2 separate regions of the Gossypium hirsutum genome follow, and region 1 is linked to region 2. A link is a contact called in public Hi-C data. All regions are on one chromosome and are shown on one strand. The core of a region is the stretch at or near the end of the contact, and the rest is flanking DNA. Distances in the headings are between cores, read along the strand shown.

Region 1 (3,526 bases), core at 907-3,406, 140 kb after region 2:
CTTGAAACATATTTGCAGATATTGTGCACTTACATCTTTGAAGGGGGATTCTTCAGCTTCGAGCATATGTATGATATGGCCCATCTTTGGTCGCTTTTGCGCATTTGCATCTACACAACGTAAAGCTACAAGTAGAGCTCGCTTCAGTGCTCTAGAAGTGGGTTTCTCAGGTAGCTTGGGATCCAATACTCCCTCTGGATTCCTGTTAGCAACCATCTTCTTAAGCCATTCAATTAAGTTCACCTGGAAATTCTTGACTTTCAATCAAAAAGCAACATGGGAAAGCAAGAAGGAAGCCTAAATAGCATTTCTTTTTTCTGATAAAACAATCATCTTTTGCATATTCAACCAACAAAATGATATAGGATACATGGTACAAACCTCTTCTGGAGGCCGGCTGTAATCAACTGGGTTCCTCCCGGTAATTATTTCCATAATAAGAATCCCAAAGCTATACACATCACTTCTTTCGTTCAGCATGCCGGTGCTAGCATATTCAGGAGCTACATAGCTACAAAAACCAAAACTATGTGACCAAATACACAAAAATCACACCAGCAGGCAGAATGAAAGGGAAGCATTTTACAAACCCAAATGTCCCCATGACTCGAGTTGTAATGTAGCTGCTCTCAGAGCCCAAGAGCTTGGCTAGGCCAAAGTCTGAAACCTTGGGGTTCCAACCCTTGTCGAGTAGGATGTTGCTTGATTTAATATCACGGTGAACAACTTTAGGCTCAAGTCCCTCATGAAGGTAAGCTAACCTAATAAACAATTCAGTCAGAAGAAATTAAACAATGTAAGAAGAAAACAGCATAAATAAAGCGGAAATGAAGGTTTCATTAGATCTCGATCAAACCCTTTCGCTGTTCCCAGGATGATATTCATCCGAATGTCCCAAGTAAGAGGGCTGCAAGGTCCTACATCCCCATGAAGCCACTGCTCTAAATTTCCATTATTTACATACTCGTATACCAGCATCCTAACAATAAGGCAAACGAAAAGGTAAATGCCATTTAGTTACAGAGTTATAGAAAGGGATGCCGAAGCACTGATAGGCAAAAACAGACTTACCTGTGAGCTCCTTCAGCACAGTAACCTAGCAACCTGACTAAATTCTTATGCCTAACTCGTCCAATTGCCTCTACTTCAACTTTAAACTCCTTCTCAGCTTGTCCCCTGCACATTACCACATGCTTCATTTCACTAACAATGCCACTAATTTCTCCAATACGTAGGGATACAAACAATTGATTAAATAAAATCACCTGTTGTTGAGCAAGTTCTTGACAGCAACCTGAGTGTTATCCTCCAAAATACCATGGTAAACAATCCCATACCCACCCTCACCTATCACTTTCTCATCTGCAAACCCATTTGTTGAAACCTCAAGCTCTCTCAGGGTATACCAATGTCCCCATCCCAAATGTGAAACTTCAGGCGCCGCTCCTGCCACGTAATCAGCACGTGCCTCGCCACTTGTCTGTGGAGATAAACCTGGGTAGGAAATTCTATGATCTTTTCCAATCTCAATGTGAATTCCATGATAACCAGTTGGACTCTCCTCTTCAAGAGGCAGAAGCAAGGCCTGTCTCTCAATACCAGTACTTGGGTCAGGGTCGGCTTGAATTTGAGTCCTGTGAGGCTTGGGTGGGTCGATTTTGATCTCCTGGATCTCTTTGGAAACAACTGGGATTCCTGGTTTCGAACAAGGCTTACGTTTAGTTCGTTTAGAAGCAAGCCAAAGTGAAATTAGGAAAAGGAAGAGAACAAAAGCTGCTCCTACACAGACACCAAGAACTACCCATAATCGTAAACCGAAAATCGAGGTTGTCTTGGATAGTTGGTCGGCCATAAACCCAGTTTTCCGACCAGACATCTGAGACTGATCCTACGTTCAAGAGAACAAATGTTGCAAACAAATCCGATGCATGTTAAAGTCACTTATAGGGGCTATAGCAAAGTGGCTACAGAGGGGGAGAGAGAGAGTAAAGGGAATGAAAAAGATTAGTAGCAGGTGGCATGATGGAACCTTTTACATAGTGGAATCGAATAAAATGAAAAAGGAGCCGGTTATATAGGTAAATAAATTTTGGGATGAGGTTGATTTTAAGTGTGTTAGAACTAGGAAGTACTGCAAGAAGTGGTAGTCCAAAAAGGAGAGTAAACCCTCAGGATGAACAACGCGTTTAAGTAATAATTTTGTACATAAAGATTTTCGCTTTTTCTGAATCTTTGCTAACGTTCTACTAAAAATACATCAGTTTCAAATCAATGGGGGTTAAATTTAGGAAATGAAGGTCAGTTTTATTGCTTTTTAAGCATTTTTTATCCAATAAAAGAAAATAATGTATTTGTCTAATTTAAATTTAGATAATACTTATCCAATAAAGCATATCTTCCTTTCCATAGTTTTCATATGCGAGCTAAGGTGAAACTTTAACATCTATAATCCAAATAAGTGTCTAGATTATGTTGTAATATAGTAGTTTAAATCTATTGGTTTAGGAAAGCAAAAGATTACCATGTCTGGTTACTATCCAACAACATTAAATATTGGTTGAAATGAGGGTGTGGGTGGTTAGATTTTGGACACACTTGACTAGCACAGCATTGTCTGAGACTTGTGGAACTGTGCTCCATGGGTTGTCCAGCCATCCCATCAGTAATCAATATACTAAGAAGGAACCTGCTTCTCCAATAGTAAGATGATTTTGGAGCCATAATCTTGGATCTTTATCTTATTTCTGCTACTAATAGAATCTTACCGTTTAAGATCTCGTCTGTTGTTTTTCACGCCCTTTCGGCGGAATCTCTATTTACTATGTTACTATTTTTGGCAACCATCAAACAATGTAATACACCCAACGCAACTTCAGCTTAGCCCAAAGCTTCCAACTACAGCCAATCATCTTAACTCGTAGTAGGGCTATTGTCAAAGCCCAATCGCAAATATTTACAACAGTTTGGTTCACCTGAATAGTACAGTAAAACCAATGTTTGGTTGGAATGAATCTCATTCCATGGAATGACCTATTCCCACTTTATTACATGCAGTGTTGTAATAGTCATTCTTTCGAGGATATCTAAGAATGGCTATTATAGGTCTCCACCGAATAGAAAAATATATATACAATTTTATCCTCATAAAAACCAATCACAAGCCCAACAAAAAAGATAGAGAAAAGGATGAAGAAGAGAAGAGAGGCTGACTCTGACATTGGAGACAAAATTCACAGGAGAAAATAATAATAATAAAGTTTTAAACTCCCAAAAAAATCATAAAAATTACCATGCTCTTCAAAACACAAGCATGCAAACATCTCAAAAACATGCATGTTCCTCAAAACACAAACTCTCGTATGGTGTTATTACAACCGACGGTCATGTGGATCTTGTAGATGAAAGAAAAACAAAGATAGAAAAAGAGGGAAATCTTCATGGATTTTGGTTGGATTATTCAAAAATAATGGGGTAATAGATTTCTAGATTTTTTCGAAAAGGAGATTATGGGTGAGTTTGGATGAGC
Region 2 (3,164 bases), core at 134-2,633:
AATAACTTACACTACATAAGATTGGTTGGTTTAGCTAATTGTCTCAGATACTCTAATGGAGTTGAAAACTTAGAGCATGTTTTCCGTGATTACTCCACTGTAAAGGAAATATGGCAGATGTTAAATATCATTTGGCCCCAAGCAGTATCCGAGTTAGAATACAAGGAATGGTTGGCATATATATTCTTGAATAATTCCATTTACCAGTGTAGGATAGTGGCTTGTGCAATTTAGATTATATGGACAACTAGGATTAAAGTAATTCATAAAGGAGATAGACAAACGCCTTTCGACACAGCCCACTTTATCATTACATATGTGCAGGAGTTATGTGAAGATTAATTTTGATGTTGCTTTCCAAAATCATTCCAAGAGGTTATGCACGGTAATTGTGATTAAAAATTCAAATGGTGTGGTGTTGGGTTCCAGAATGATAATGAATGACCACATATTTTTGGCATTCGCCGCGGGGGCTCTTGCGCATTTTCAGGCGGTTCAGATGGACCTGGCATTGGGATTTTTGGAGGTGGAGATTGAGGGGGACGCGCTTACTGTAGTGAAAAAGCTTCATGCAATCAGGGAAGACAAATATGAAATCAGTGCGTACATAAGGAACTTAATATCGCTCAGTGAAAGTTATCAAAGTTGTTTTGTCGGATATGCACCGAAACAGGGGAACAGAGTAGCACATCTATTAGCTATAGAGGGCATAAAGAGAGGAGTATCGACTTATCTGACACAAGGGGTGCCTTTGTCCACTGCTATTGCGGTGGAAAAGGACTAGTGGTGGATGGATCTGCCAGATTAGGTCGTGCAGCTCGCCGGTTATCTACAGGAAGTCTCTGAAATTTGTTCATCTTCAAGGGACAATAGTGATTTATATAGGCTTCTCTCTTTTTTTTTTAGATGGTTTGAAAGTAGGTTTCATGTCATTTGTTTTGGTTGGGTTGCTTTTATTTAGCATTAAAACGTTTCAGTTTTTTAATGTACTTTACAGCTTTCCTTTATTATTTGGAAACTGTCTTTTTTTTTTTTAATAATAATAAAATTCGGTTGTTCCGTTTAAAAAAAAGAAATTAAACATGTTACAGAATCATATTATGTAATAATAAAAATCAAACATTTATAAATGAATTAATTGGTCAATAGACTCAAGTTTGATTGACAAGTTATTAATTTATAAAGCAAAACTTCCAAATGAAATTCAAGAGCACCCATGGCCTAATGGATGAAGCGCTTGACTTCTAATCAAGCGATTGTGGGTTCGAGTCCCACTGGGTGTGTTCATTATCTTTTTTTCCCAGTTCTCTCTCTTTCTTTTCGGTGCGACCAAGTTGGTGGCAGAGCTTTAAATGGTGTGCATTGATGACGCACAGCTAGAACCAAATCACCTCTCTGCTCCACGTGACCCCCTTGTCCCATTAACCTACTTTTTCATTACCAGACTTAAAAAGTTTTAAAGCTGCTTCACCTTTGCAACTTGTTAGCTGTTTACCAACAATGGCTTCTTCTTCGGTTCTCAGCAAGCTTCTTTTGCCCCTTTTCCTCACTCATATTGCCGTCTCGATCTCGAAAACCGAAGCTCAAGTTGAAGACACAAGGTCGAAGCTGGTGAGAGATGCTTTCGAATGGCCACTTTCAATGTCGTTTCAGGGTGACTTACACGACAATGAAGAAGGCGATGAGGAGGTAGATGATGAAGTTGAAAATGGGTATAGTGGTAGATCTTTGTTGTGGTGGAAGAGAATGAGGTATTACATTTCGTATGGGGCGCTTTCGGCTAACAGAATCCCATGTCCACCAAGGGCAGGCAGGTCTTATTATACTCACAACTGTTTCAAGGCTCGTGGCCCTGTTCATCCTTATACCAGGGGATGTTCCAGGATCACTCGCTGCAGGAGATGAGGTTTTAAATTTAGCCCTTTTTAGAATCTGGGTCTGTATTAGTTAATCATTATTTTTCGAAATGTGGAAGATTTGAGTGTTTTGGGATCTGGGGCTTCTTTTTGCCCTCCTTTTAGTGTTTGAAGAGCATCATGTGTCATAAGGTTAAACTACTTTATGGTTATGGTAGTTATTATATATAGTTTTGGTCTGGAAGGGCGGGGGTGTTCATTGGCAGTCGCTATTTTATATCATATATGTGATCTCATCAACCTACATGTAAATGCTTGTAAGACCTGAATCCTGCTGTTGCGTGCTGCAACAGACGCCGCAGCTTGAAAAGGTAATCTAGTCACCAAGATTTTCTGCCTTAATTATTAAATAATTTGAAATTTTTTATTATTTAAAATAGCTGTTATATACTTTTTCTTTAAATTTTCATCTTCTTTCTCTTTTTTAATATTTAATATTGATACTTAGATCAACTTAGATTTAAGATATATTCTTTTACTTATTGATGAGTACCGATTTACTGTCTTTAGAGTCTCTTTTAAAAAATACTTAACATCTTTTTAATAGTTTAACAACTTTTAAATAATTAAATAATTATTTTATAACTTTTAAATCAAAATATAAATTTATTAATAATTTAATAATTACTCAGAAAGGAAAGCAACGACATAGATGAAAACTTGTCTACTCTTCAATGTGGTAGGATAATAATAAGATAATAAGTAGCCGAAGCTGTCCCAGCCACTTTCCAACAACTTACTGAGACAAATTTAAGTGCCATCCATGGGCATGGGGCTTGGACGGATCTCGAGGGGATGAGAATTGGCAAAGGTGTTTAAAGTTTGCTAAAAGAAAGGAGGGTGAGGAAATTTCCATTGATCAAATCAAGTAAGGAAGTTGAAACTTGAGAATGGTATTTGCTTCAATATGTTTTTATCACTTAAACCCAATTAAGTATATAGTAAAAAATGGGTGATAAACCCATTGCGGAGCGAGGATGTTAATATTAATTAAATGTGTTACATAATAATTGATTTAAATATTTAAACAATCAATTTTTGAGAGGGGTATAGTATATGTACAAAGAAGAAAATTGTAGAAAATGTTAAACTTTAGGGAGACTTATTTATATTTTTAGGAGAACTAGAGCTAAATTGTAAAAGAATTTAAACCTTGGGACCATGACCCTCTGGCCTCTACTAGGCTCCACCATTGGTATACTGGTAGGGATAGCATTTGTTTGTGAGATTATTCGGCATCAACCCATC

Evidence for each region. A called contact is a pair of places that touch in the nucleus more often than the background predicts.
Region 1: a Hi-C map of leaf shows a contact between it and region 2, with 6 times the contacts expected there. The contact joins the promoter of LOC107897891 here to the promoter of LOC107897879 in region 2. A contact is called at or near these places in 4 of 34 Hi-C or Micro-C datasets (callus and leaf).

The regions. Positions count from the first base shown.
Region 1 is chrA11:32,335,423-32,338,948 of Gossypium_hirsutum_v2.1, forward strand. It overlaps LOC107897891 (probable serine/threonine-protein kinase At1g01540), which reads right to left and starts at 2,157. Exons shown (of 7, transcript XM_016823486.2): 1 at 1,266-2,157; 2 at 1,072-1,176; 3 at 857-979; 4 at 591-761; 5 at 382-511; 6 at 34-243. The coding sequence starts at 1,876.
Region 2 is chrA11:32,195,661-32,198,824 of Gossypium_hirsutum_v2.1, forward strand. It overlaps LOC107897879 (protein RALF-like 34), which reads left to right and starts at 1,384. Exons shown (of 1, transcript XM_016823464.2): 1 at 1,384-2,288. The coding sequence starts at 1,501. The coding sequence ends at 1,905. TRNAR-UCU (transfer RNA arginine (anticodon UCU)) reads left to right here and starts at 1,211; the gene lies at 1,211-1,283.